Regions from separate parts of the Mus musculus genome. Here region 2 is linked to region 1. A link is a contact called in public HiChIP or PLAC-seq data. All regions are on one chromosome and are shown on one strand. The core of a region is the stretch at or near the end of the contact, and the rest is flanking DNA. Distances in the headings are between cores, read along the strand shown.

The links. HiChIP or PLAC-seq counts read pairs in DNA pulled down with a chosen protein or histone mark.
Region 2: a CTCF HiChIP or PLAC-seq map of the NIH/3T3 cell line shows a contact between it and region 1, with 7 read pairs. The contact joins two enhancer-like sites. A contact is called at or near these places in 1 of 15 datasets of contacts at CTCF or cohesin (the NIH/3T3 cell line), 1 of 484 Hi-C or Micro-C datasets (nephron progenitors), 4 of 115 datasets of contacts at active chromatin or transcription factors (embryonic stem cells, extraembryonic endoderm stem cells, heart atrium and 1 more) and 3 of 9 other capture datasets (adipose tissue, liver and pancreatic islet).

The regions. Positions count from the first base shown.
Region 1 is chr15:25,757,961-25,763,834 of GRCm38.p6, forward strand. The region is part of intron 19 of Myo10 (myosin X); the gene reads left to right. Among named protein-coding and RNA genes, the nearest start is that of Retreg1, 82 kb to the right of the region's middle. Within about 2 kb of position 3,936, at least 122 of the 459 cell types and tissues checked have an H3K27ac peak or open chromatin away from gene starts, as enhancers often do. A contact at or near this core is called in the NIH/3T3 cell line, where this site is marked.
Region 2 is chr15:25,955,407-25,961,287 of GRCm38.p6, forward strand. The region is part of intron 3 of Retreg1 (reticulophagy regulator 1); the gene reads left to right. Among named protein-coding and RNA genes, the nearest start is that of Mir7212, 10 kb to the left of the region's middle. Within about 2 kb of position 1,560, at least 65 of the 459 cell types and tissues checked have an H3K27ac peak or open chromatin away from gene starts, as enhancers often do. A contact at or near this core is called in the NIH/3T3 cell line, where this site is marked.

The DNA.
Region 1 (5,874 bases), core at 2,686-5,185:
CAGACTTTGAAAATGTTCTGGCGGGGGTGGGGGGTGGGGGGGTAATGCCAGCATGCTGCACATCATTGTGCGGTGCCTGTGCGCTGTCCACCCTCCTCAGATGAATGGCTGCCCCAGTTCCAGCCCTCTGAAAGGATGCAGCCGTTCATTAAAGTGTGCCAGATGCTGCTCCGGTCAGCATCGCACTTTAAAGGGAATAATACTGTTTGGTTTTGGAATGGCACAGTGGGAGTTGCAGCATCTGCCTCTAGGAGAGGGAAGAGACCCTGTTAGACATGCTGCTGCTTCTCCCGGCTTCCAGCCTGTGTGCGCTGAAAGACCTGCCAGAAAATGAGTGTTGCCCTGGATATCTGAGACTTTGTGTACAGTACTGACTTCTTTTAAGGCACCTAGACTTAGATACAAGTAGTTGCCGTATTCACGCAGAAGAACTAAGAAAGATGTGCTAAGTCCCATTAACGTCCCCGGGATCACTGGACCCAGTCCAAATCGTCATTAGGTTACTGTGCGCAAAGGAAATAGGGAGGAAAAGTTACCTTCAGTTTGTTCCCCTTTTCCTGTGGTCTCATTCTGAAGTTGGGGCCTGTCATTTGGTTGAAGGATGGAGCACATTACACAATTTCAGTGAAGCCCAGATTAGTAAATTTACATTAGACCACAGGTGCACACACTTGCAAACCCTCTGAGTCTTCAGTAGCTTGCAGATCAGGGGAATGAGGTCCTGTGGAGGTGGAAGAACAGGTTGGACCTGGTCATGACGTCACTGGACTCTGCTTTCCAGCTCCCGAGCACTGCCTGCTATTCATTCCTCAGAGCAGAGGAGCAGAAACAAAGAGGGTCCAGAGCCACAAGGCTGTGACGCTGGCCACCTCTCAAACCAAGCTTGCTTGCAGCCTAGTGGCCTGAGCCAGCCGGCTGCTCACGGGCTCCTGCTACCTGAGACAAGCCAGTGGCCCTCCGTGATCAATACTGCCTCCTAGGTTGGCCAGCGTCCATGGGGTGAACGCTTTTCCTCTCGCATGCTCAGTAAAGAGAAGCCGCTACTGTACAATCGCCACCTGTTCCGTAGAGCGCACTGGCCCTGCCTGCGCACAGCCTGCCTCTCTTTCTTGTTGCAACACGTTGCTGTAGGTATTGAATGGTTGAGAGAGACGGTGCTCCGGGTCCTGAGCAGCCGACCTGGAGGCACAGGTACGCAGATGGGTTTGGTCTGGTTTTTGGTGGTGGTTTGCCGTTTCTTTTCTTCTTTACCCTTTTCAGGTCTTACTGTAGACATACAGCCATAGTCAGAACACCACCCACTCTGTTTTGCGTGCTTGTCAGGGTGCTGTGGGGAGACCTGAGAGGACTTTTAAGAGTGTTCCCTGACATCCTAGGGTTTTTAAACTTTGATCACCCTGTGACCTTCCATGGTTTTGTCATGTCAATCACAGAATCTCAGCCGGATCCTGCATGCATCCCTGGCAACCTAGTGACCCCATAGCAGTGGTCTCTCAGACCAGGGCTGTATTGTAGCATCTTGTGGGGTCAGTGGCAGAGACTTTCATAATCTTGAGAGAACAAGTTAACTGTTCTTGGCCCAGTGAATAATGTTGCCTTTCCTTTAGACAACTCATGGCGACCACTGGGGCAAATGATTCCTTCTCTAAACATTTCTGGAGTGGAGAGCAACATGTACCGTGTTGGACACAGGCTTCACAGGTGAATGCCATCTGCCTGTAGCCTGCTGTGGGTGCCTGTGGCCTCAATGATGGTGCAAACATGAACTTTGCCCCTCAGGCAGGACCTGAGGATTAATGTGAACGTGTCTGTAAAGCCCCTTGTCCCTGCCACTGACGCCCTACCATTACTCCCTGCATCCCTGTGGCACAAAGTGATTCGTGTGTGTTGCTAGGGGACTCTGATGCTGTGTGGAGCAGTTCGGGCTTCTTTTCCAAACTCTTCAGTATCTCCGCAGGGAGAATTTGTGAGGGATTCCTTCTGAAAAAGAGACTTGGAAGGGCCAGTTCAGGGTGCTGCGGGAGTTTTCTCTAAACGCTAGCCCGGGCATCCTGGGTGTGAAGTAAAGAAGGCTTCCTGACAGGGAGGAAGTCACAGGTATTCCAGGGTGAGGAGAGCAGAAGAGGGAGGGGTTCGTCTGCATGCAAGTCTGGCTGCTGTGTCTTGGGTTCAGGAAAATTCACACCACCACCATCACCATTACATAAACCTCCCTAATCCCTCCTCTCACTATGATTGCTGCTCATCTGTTCTTTGTGAGTGTGTCTGACCTTGTGTGAGGGGTATACAGGATATTAGAATGAGGACCGAGGACCTAGGGCCTTCCTCCAGTATGCCAGGCTAAATACTTTGCCACTCAACTACATCCCCAGCCTCTTTTTGTTTGAATATTTTGCTTAGTCTGAAAACTTTTGTCAAGCTCTTTCGTGCTCCACCGATTGGCAGAAGAATTGTCCATAGACGCTGGCAGACTGGTGCCTCATCTGTCGGGCACTTCGCTGAAGCTGGCATCTGGGAGTGGGAGGGGACTTAAGCAGATCTTAAGCAGTTGGGATTACATCACTCAGAAGCCTAGACTGCCATGCCAGCCCAAGAGCTCTAGTTGTCCCCAGATCCTTCACTAGTGAGAACCTAGTGTGCTTGGGGTCCTGATGAATGTCCCACCAAGGGTGGGAATGACCTGACTTCTTGTTCCCTACCAATTTGTAACTGCTCAGTGTTATCCTATCTGATGTTTATACTTAATAGACGTTAGCAGATACACCGAACAGATATTGTAGGCTGGGTAATTTCCTGCTATGACTTGCAAGCAGCCAATGTAATACATAACTAAGGAGGAAGGAAGACTCCTAGGACACAGTGCTCACCCATGCCCTGTCCCACCAGGACTGCCTTCCCGCTAGACAGTAGAATTTCTCATGGGTTTACCAGTACATTTCCGCCTGAGCCAGCAGTCATCAAATAAGATTCTCCATTCGAAGCTGGGCAGTCGTGGCGCATACCTTTAATCCCAGCACTTGAGAGACAGAGGCAGGCGGATTTCTGAGTTCGAGGCCAGCCTGGTCTACAGAGTGAGTTCCAGGACAGCCAGGGCTACCCAGAGAAACCCTGTCTCGAAAAACAAAAAGCAAACCAAACCAAAACAAAACAAAAATCTCCATTCCATTATTTTTCTCCTGGTATTTTGTATGTGTTCATGAATATTTATAAATCAACTATGTTTGTTACTGAGTTTTTCTCAGCTGTATTTTTATGCAAATGAGGTTGCTTCATCTCAGGTTGTTGTCCCTGAAATGGGAAGGGGCAGCCACTCAAACCTGGCCTAGCTCCTCTGTGACTGTGTGTTTAGCACTGAGGACAGGTTTAGTCTCCCAAATGGCCGCTCTGCTTGGTGGCTGGGTGTTTGGCTTGACTTCTTCTAAGTTGCTGTTTTCATCTTTCTTTAGCTAATTTATTAGACTTCTTAGCTCCAATTTGTGGGGGGGGGGGGGTGCGCGCGGCGCGCGCGCATGCGTTTATGTATGTGTCTGTCTGTCTATATCTGAAACCCTTTGTTTTCCTCTGTATATTAACTATATTATGCTTCTTAGAAGCATAATCTTCCAGAAGCTTGGAAATACCCTTGACGTTTAAACACCTAAGAAGCAAGGGCTTGTGAACGTGGATCCTCCTGGTTATCACCTACTCGGTGATGCAGATGGCTGCCGCAGTGTGTCCTGTCTGCTATGGATTCATAAGCGTTCCAGATCTCAGTTGACAATATTTCAGGTCTGGACATTGAAGAGTGTTTGCCTGCTCGTTCCCACATACCCTGTTTCAGTCCTGCCTTTTTCTAGCTATGAATCCTGTTCACATTGCTCGGCCCATAACCTTGGAGCGTGACTCAGTGAGATCCGCGGCTATTCAGCATTCTAATGAGCAGTGTGGGCGTCCTTGCCAGCAAAGAGAGACAGCTGCCCTCCTAATTTGTATGTCTCAGCATGATTTGTCAGAGTGAGTCTGAATAGAGGGGCTTGTGACCTGTTCAGTATGGTGGCTGGAGAAATGGTAGTGATAATGAATGCATTGAGGTCGGGTTTAGTTTCATGGGATGAAAAGGCTGCCTTGGGTCCCTTAGATCACGCCCAAGGCTGCTCTCTGAGGGTTTCCAGATGGGATTTCTACAGAGGGCTGAGCCTTCTGTCAGCCTCTGCGGGGCTGTGGTCTGACTTAGAATAAATTATCATTTCCATCCTCTTTCTGTGGGTCTTTTTGTTGTTTGGGGCTTTTTAATGATAAGGTCTCTGTCTTGGAATTTTCTACCTAGTCCAGGCAGACCTTGAACTTGCATCAATCAGGTCTTCCTGCTTTGCCTTCTAGCGCTGGAATTCAGATGCTCCGCCACACCTGGCCTCCACTTACGTATTTCTGAGACTTGTGTAACACTATCTTGTGGATTCTTTTTGGTGCTTGCGATGATGAAACTTGAGAAATGGCTCTGCTTGAGACAGCCTCTGAACAGCTGGAGAGTCAGGTGGTCTGGCTTCCCACCAGGGTGGCTTTCAGGACCGGGCCTGCCTCTTCTGCTTCTGTAAGCAAAAGTAACTAATCTGTTAACTGGTGTGATTCCAGCCTCCCTGCCAGGCAGAGCCCCTCCTCCACCATTGAATAGTCCCTGAATGAGATCTCCCCGGGTTGGCGAGGATGCTATCTGCATGCTCTCCACCAAGCTGCTCCCAAGCCCACTCCTTAACGGATAGCCAGATTCTATCCTTTATAGATCCCATTAGCCATTTTAGTTTTCTGAACTCCGGCCTGCTGTCTCATCCCTGAAGAGTGGATGAGCTGGCTTCATTTGGTCACAGACATTACACGCCTTTCCTTCTCTTCAGGACACCCCTTGAGAATGTCTCTGATTGCAGCGTAGCTTGCAGAAGAGAAATTGATCTCTGTCTGAAATCCTACGTGTCTCTGGAATACTCAGCTAGGGGCATCAACCTCCTGGGTCAGGGAGGAAACGATGAGCCCCCGACTGTGAACTCGCAGCCTCTAAAGTTGGTGGGTTCACAGCCTCATCATACACTCTGATCTGATCTGCTCCCCATTGCAGCAGCCTCCCTGACACCCCCACACCTCACCACACCCAAGCTTCCGCAGCCCATGAGCTCACCTTGTAACTTGGCAAGGTTTGAGAGCATCTATTCCTGAACCCACACATGCCACCTGTATCTATCAGAGCAGTGTCTCGGCCTCCCTCCTCCAACCCTGACTACAGTCTGAGCACTGTTTTCTCATGACTCCCAGCCCAGGGAACTTGGGCATTTGGCCACGGCTGGGGAGGTCACCCCGGTGATTCTCACTGAGGCAGGGAACTCCGGTCCTTTCTTTTGTCTAACTCTCAGCTCCTACCATTGAACCTGACAGCCTAGATTAGCATCATGTGCCGCTAGTGTGTGCTGCCAAGCTGACCACTGCTCACACCGGCTTGCCTTGAGCATAATCTTGACAGTTAGATCTCTTGTCTGCCGCCAGCCAGTGGTACCCAGTACCCCTGACTCCTGAATAAACTCCAAATCTTCAGAACAACAACTGCCAAGGCTTGATGTGCTCAGAAATTCTGCTTCATGGCGAGGTTTGTTTGGAGCGTCCACAGTGTGTGTCTGGCAATGGTGATGGCTTTGCATGTTGGTGTGGCAAGATCTAGCCTCAGAATAGCTGTGCTGCTGAATGCAGTTGATGCTCCTTAGCAAGACTGGCTAAGGGTCCCCTGCCCCCATCCTCCTGAGAGCACTGTTGGGAAGTGCACAGTGGGAAGACTGAGGGACGTCCATTCCATTCCGTCTCCTATTTAATCTGGAGAACTTTGTAAAGAGTGCCCTGACTGACCCCAGAACC
Region 2 (5,881 bases), core at 310-2,809, 200 kb after region 1:
ATTCAACTGATGGCTTACCTACAGAAAGAAACAAATAAGTACACTCTTTAAAGAAAGGCTCAAGGCATGAATGTGACCTACAGTCAAACGGTCCACCGTGTTGGTTAGTAGCTGATACCTGTGCAATGCAGGAGAGTCATCAAGTTTTTTTTCCAGAACCCATGTTATCCTTCTTTATCATATACATCACAATTAATTTTCTTTTGTATTAATTAATGATTAATTAATTAATTGGCCTTTGTATTAGACACAAGTTGGAATGACTCGGCAATTCTGTCAGTTTGGGCTCAGACCCAGTGTCATTAGTCTAATCTCTAAAGAGCAAAATCAGGAATTATGTTGTCCATTGATCGTTTTTCAATTCTAAGAAACATATTCTTTTAAAAAAAAATTGTCACCAGTTTCATACCTCTAAACCTAAGATCCAAAAACCAGGGAATGGACATTTACTTCTGAGCCCAAGTGCAATAAATCCTGGACTGTAATTTGCTGGAAACTACAGATCAAATAGAATTCGAAGTTGGCATACTCCCTCCACAATAACAGGTTGCTTTCCGTGAAGCCTGGTTCTTGACTCTGATTTTTATCTGCCCTTTGAGGATAGAGTGGAAGTCTTTTCCTGCTTCGGGACAGACAGGGAAGTGATTGAATCAAATCTTGGCGTTGGTATTCAAGAAGGACGGGCCTCTTAGTCTTCCACATGTCTCCATTGAGTGCTTGCTTGCCTTATACTTGGGAAGGTCATTTCCTTGCTTGGGACCTTGTCTTATAGAGCCTAGTTATTAGACACTAACAAAGGCAGAAAAGTTGAAAATGGCTGGTGTCTTATCCTCAGGCACGTCAAAAGAATCTCCCAGCTAGCAGAAGAAAGCATCCTTCTAGATGGTGGATTAGATAATCGTGTCTCCCTGTCCCAAAGTGGCACTGCTTAGTTTGAGATACATGGGGGAAGGACAGTCTCAAGGACTGGCCAATTCCTGTTCCTTTTCAAACTAGGGAGGGAGGGAGGGAGGGAGGGAGGGAGGGAGGGAGGGAGGGAGGGAGGGAGGGGTGTGTGTGCATGCATGCATGATTGTGTGTAAGTGTACATGTTTGTGTGCGTGTTCGTGTATGAGGGGTCTAAACAGAACACTAAGTTGCCCAAAGAAGGTGGGGCTCAGCTTCTGTGGGTAAGAAAAACAGGCACGGAGCTGGCGCCTCTTTGTCCCTGTCCCTGGGAGAAGGTGCTCCTTGCCTAATTGGTCTGAGAAAGTGAGAGACCGCTCTGAGCACTCTGTAATTGTTTAATCTCTTGCTTGCTTGTTTAATCCTCCAGTTGACACATCCCATTTGCTTCGTCATGGCTCTAATTCTGTGTGTGGAGAGAGACATTTCCCTGTCCTTATTTTGTTCCTCTCCCTACACATATTCACTCATAGAGGGCATAGCAAGTCTCCAGGGGATTAAGAAAAAATTCCGACACGTTACACTAAGAAATGGTAAAGTGTGTAACCAGATATTGACTGACCTTTCTAAGAAAAATTCAACAGGAATTAGCATCAACAGATGGTCACCAGCAGTGAGCATGAGACCCTGAGTCACTCGCTGAGAATGAAAGGTCTCTAGGCCAAAACGTATTTATAGGTGTGAGGGCTGCACCAGCTGTTTGTCACAGTTGCTAGGTGACAAGTTATTACAAATCTTTTTTTAAAAGCTTGTTACATTGGACGATGACATGGCTAACTTTCTGAAAAATACTGTTTAGCTTCGATTTATGTATACTTCCTATCTCTAATAAAATCACACTGTGAAACAGTCTCCCATAGTGCTCTGCCAGGAATCTTCTAAGTATGTTTGAATGTGATTATTGGATCACGAATTCACACATGACTATGGAAAATCTACAAAGTTACCAGAGAAGTGTGTGTGAGGCAAGCACTGGAACAAGCGAGCTCTGTCCCCAGGCCTTTCTGCTTGTCTCAGAGAGCTCAGAAGAGAGTCCACAACATTTTTAATGTGATTTAAAATCCAATGGGGAGTGAGCATTACAAGGATCATAAACCATCACAGTGGAATTTCTGCATGAAGACAATAGAAAAAGCATGGCTTCCAGTAACAGATCTCCTGAGCCCCATTTTCTCTGGGGGTAAAATGGAGACTGGCACACCAGTCCTGACTCGCAGGGTGCTGTGGTGACTTGTTGAGAGAACAAGGATCACGTAGTGATGATCTGAGACAGTGCTTGCCGATGAAGCCCTTAGCAGACCGCAGTCAGGGCCGTCCGTCATTATACAGAAGGATATAATTTAGTCTGAGCAGCTGGCCCCAGACTGTAGGATGGCTACTGGGAACTGCATAGAAACTGCTACTGTGCTTGAAAGAGAGAAGAGGCCCAAGTTTGGCCTAGAACCAGGGCTGCTCTTTACCTGTCTCTATTTTGACTCATTTCGTCGTAGTTAGGGATGGATGCCCTCTGCCATTCGTCTCTGAAGTGATCTGTATGTTCCAGTGTGGACCGTGTACTTCCTGTGCCGGTCACTCCTGTTCCATGTGACCTTGAGCCACACAGATAAAGAATCTAGACTTCAACTTCCTCGGCAGTAACCTGGAATATAATAAATCAGACATGATCACTAAAATGAGGTTATTGAGTTTCTAAGTGTCGGAAGAGTCCCTGTCCCCTGGAAGGTGTTGTCTGCTCATGACACTCTGGACTTGAAATGGGTTTCTCTGTTTATCTGAATCATTATTCAATCTCCCTGGCTCTTTTCAACTTAAAAAAAAAGTTACCTAAATAAAAAGTCTTGCTAATCTGTGTAATCTTATTCTACAATTATTTTTAATAATTGTCTGCCTCATAATTTAAAATGTATAGTTTTCAGTTATTTTAGCTTAAAATGTGTTAGTTCTTTATTTTGTTACAAATGGCAGAAATAAAACTGAAAAACAGCTTTATGAAAAGGAAATTGGCCTTAGTCTGTAGATGGCCTTGCTGTGTACATTGCTTCTTGGTTTTAGCAGTACTAAGAATTCAAACTGGACCTTCAAGATTCATTTATATTCTAGTCCCTCCCCCAACACACATAACATACAGCACACACACACACACACACACACACACACACACACACACTTGGTTTTTCCTGTCCCTCTCTTTCCCATCTCTTTGGTAATTATCTCCTTTAACAAGTTAAAAATATGTGAAAATATTAAAAATGTTTTGTTTTGAAAAATAGTCTTCACTTTTAAATAGACTTTGCACTTTGGGACAGTCTATAGCCACACAGCAACAAGTTTATCCTACCCTGTCCACAGCAATGAAAACATTTTGTATTTAACAAGTTTGTCTCTCTTATCCAACCCCCTTAGTTTACAAATTAATTTTTCTCTAGTAGCTTGAGATTAAAAGCTATTTCTAACATGTCACTTTCATGTGTGAAGTCTCTCTCCCTCTCTCTCTCTGTCTCTCTGTCTCTCTGTGTGTGTGTGTGTGTGTATACATGTGCCATGTGGGCATGGGTGTGTTCTCAGGCACTACGTGGTCATGTGTCATCTCGCTGGTTGAGGGCTATGCCTCCTCACTTGAAGTCTCTGGAGTTAGGAACAGTAACAGTAAGCACACTTGCTGTAGACTCAGTGGACTATGAGAAGCGAAGTGCCCACAAGAGATCTTACTTTTTGAAAATGACACTAAGACTCACTTGTTTCGGTATTCGTGTTGTTGGTCAAACCCTAGCTAGCACATCTCCCCGCTTTCAGATAGACAGTTTATTTTTTTTTTCCATTTTTATTAGGTATTTAGCTCATTTACATTTCCAATGCTATACCAAAAGTCCCCCATATCCACCCACCCCCACTCCCCTGCCCACCCACTCCCCCTTTTTGGCCCTGGCGTTCCCCTGTACTGGGGCATATAAAGTTTGCCTGTCCAATGGGTCTCTCTTTCCAGAGATGGCCGACTAGGCCATCTTTTGATATATATGCAGCTAGAGTCAAGAGCTCCGGGGTACTGGTTAGTTCATAATGTTGTTCCACCTATAGGGTTGCAGATCCCTTTAGCTCCTTGGCTACTTTCTCTAGCTCCGACAGTTTATTTTTAAAGAGCGTTGACTCTCATGTTTCCTGATCTTAGAGAACCCCCTAATGGAGAATACTGTGTCCTACACTGTGAAGCCACAGACAGCGCACGAGAATTCCATCAGGTTAAATGTTAGACTGCAGCCAGCACTTTTTACTGGGCATGATAGCACATGCTATAATTCCAGCACTCTGCAAGTAGAAGTCTGAGAATCAAGAGTAGTAGGCTAGCCTTAGCTACATAGCAAGTTCAAGGCCATCTTGGACTACATGGCATCTTGATTCAGAAACCAAACAAACAAACAAACAAACAAACCAGCAACAAACAAACACACCCCCTCAAACCTTGCTTTGGATAACTTTATATTTTTAAAGATTATATGTTTTGTGTGAGTCTGTGTACATGACTGTAGTTATCCAAAGAGGCTAGAGGTGTTGGATCCCCTCTGGCTCTGGAATTTCAGGCCTGTGTGAGCTGCATGAGGGGGCCATTCTTGAAGCTAAGCTTTGGTCTAGGGAAGCGCAGTGCATGCTTTTAACTGGCGAGCTATCTCTCCAGCCCTGATAACTATCATCTTAAAGGAAAAGAAGTACAAAATAACGCAAAGACACGCACAAAAGTTTTCGTTTTTTAAAAAATTCGATTCAGACCTATTTGACTTTTTGAAATCTACTGAACAACTGAATCTGGGAGGCCCTTTGGGAGCCTGGTTGTAAAAGTTGCCCTCAGGACCAGGGCAGAGCTTAGTTCAGAGATGATTCATTTTCTTGGCTGTTGAGCCAAGACCCCACTGGGTGCTCTATCAATGACTGTGGATATTGAGGTTTTTCTAGTTGAGTTGAGGACATGGAGGCTTCTTCGCACAGACACTGCTCTTTCTATGCGTTCATTACAGCCCTTTCCTGCTGTCTGAGTTTCTCATGCAGGCACACCTATCAATCCTCTGCTGAAAATGTCAGGGGATTCCCCTGCGGACCTACTAAGTGCACTCTCTCTATTCATCTACTCTCGGGCCTGGGACTCCTCACTCTTGGGTCAGCTCAGGGAGATGACAGATCCCACCTGGGTGGCTCCTCTCTGCTCTGGCTTCTGGAAATTGTAAAGGCAGTGAGCTAGGCAATTGTAAGAGTCTTGGTGCGTTCTCTCTCTCTCTCTCTCTGTCTCTCTCTCTCTTGCCTAATGAGTAAATCTAGCCCCTGACATACCATCTTGCCCTGGCAAATATCTCTGTCTATTTTTTAAAATAGTACTTCCACATATTTTGCTTACAGTGACTCTTAGGGTAAGAAACACATGGTGCAGAGTGCCTGGATCACTTATTCTTGCAAGTTTCTGAGCTTCCCCTAAACTGTTCCACCAGGATCTTCTCAAGTGAGGTCCAGGCCCATTTCAGTAGCCTGGGAGCCAGACACCACCAATGAAAAACTCCAAAGGGTGGACTTCCGTACAGCATGCACATGACTAGTTACAGTTTACCAGGACAGGGAGACAGAAAAGCAAGGATATTGGCCTAAAATTCAATTCAAAGCTCCTTCCTGTTGATAAAGGGGCTGCTTGTCCCAGGAGCCATCATATTATGTTTACAGTCCATAAATTCTTCAGCTGTTGACAAAGGAGTTTGGGGCTAAAGGTTGATCAATACCTTGCTAAAAAGACTAAAGAAAACTTAAGTAAATGGCATTGAGATTGATCTAGCTGTCTGTCTGTCTATCTATCTATCTATCTATCTATCTATCTATCTATCCTGAGAGAGAGGAAGATTTGCAGATTCTGGAGCCAAGCCTCTCTGAAAGCTAGACTGGCTACAAGGGGACTGGGACCTGT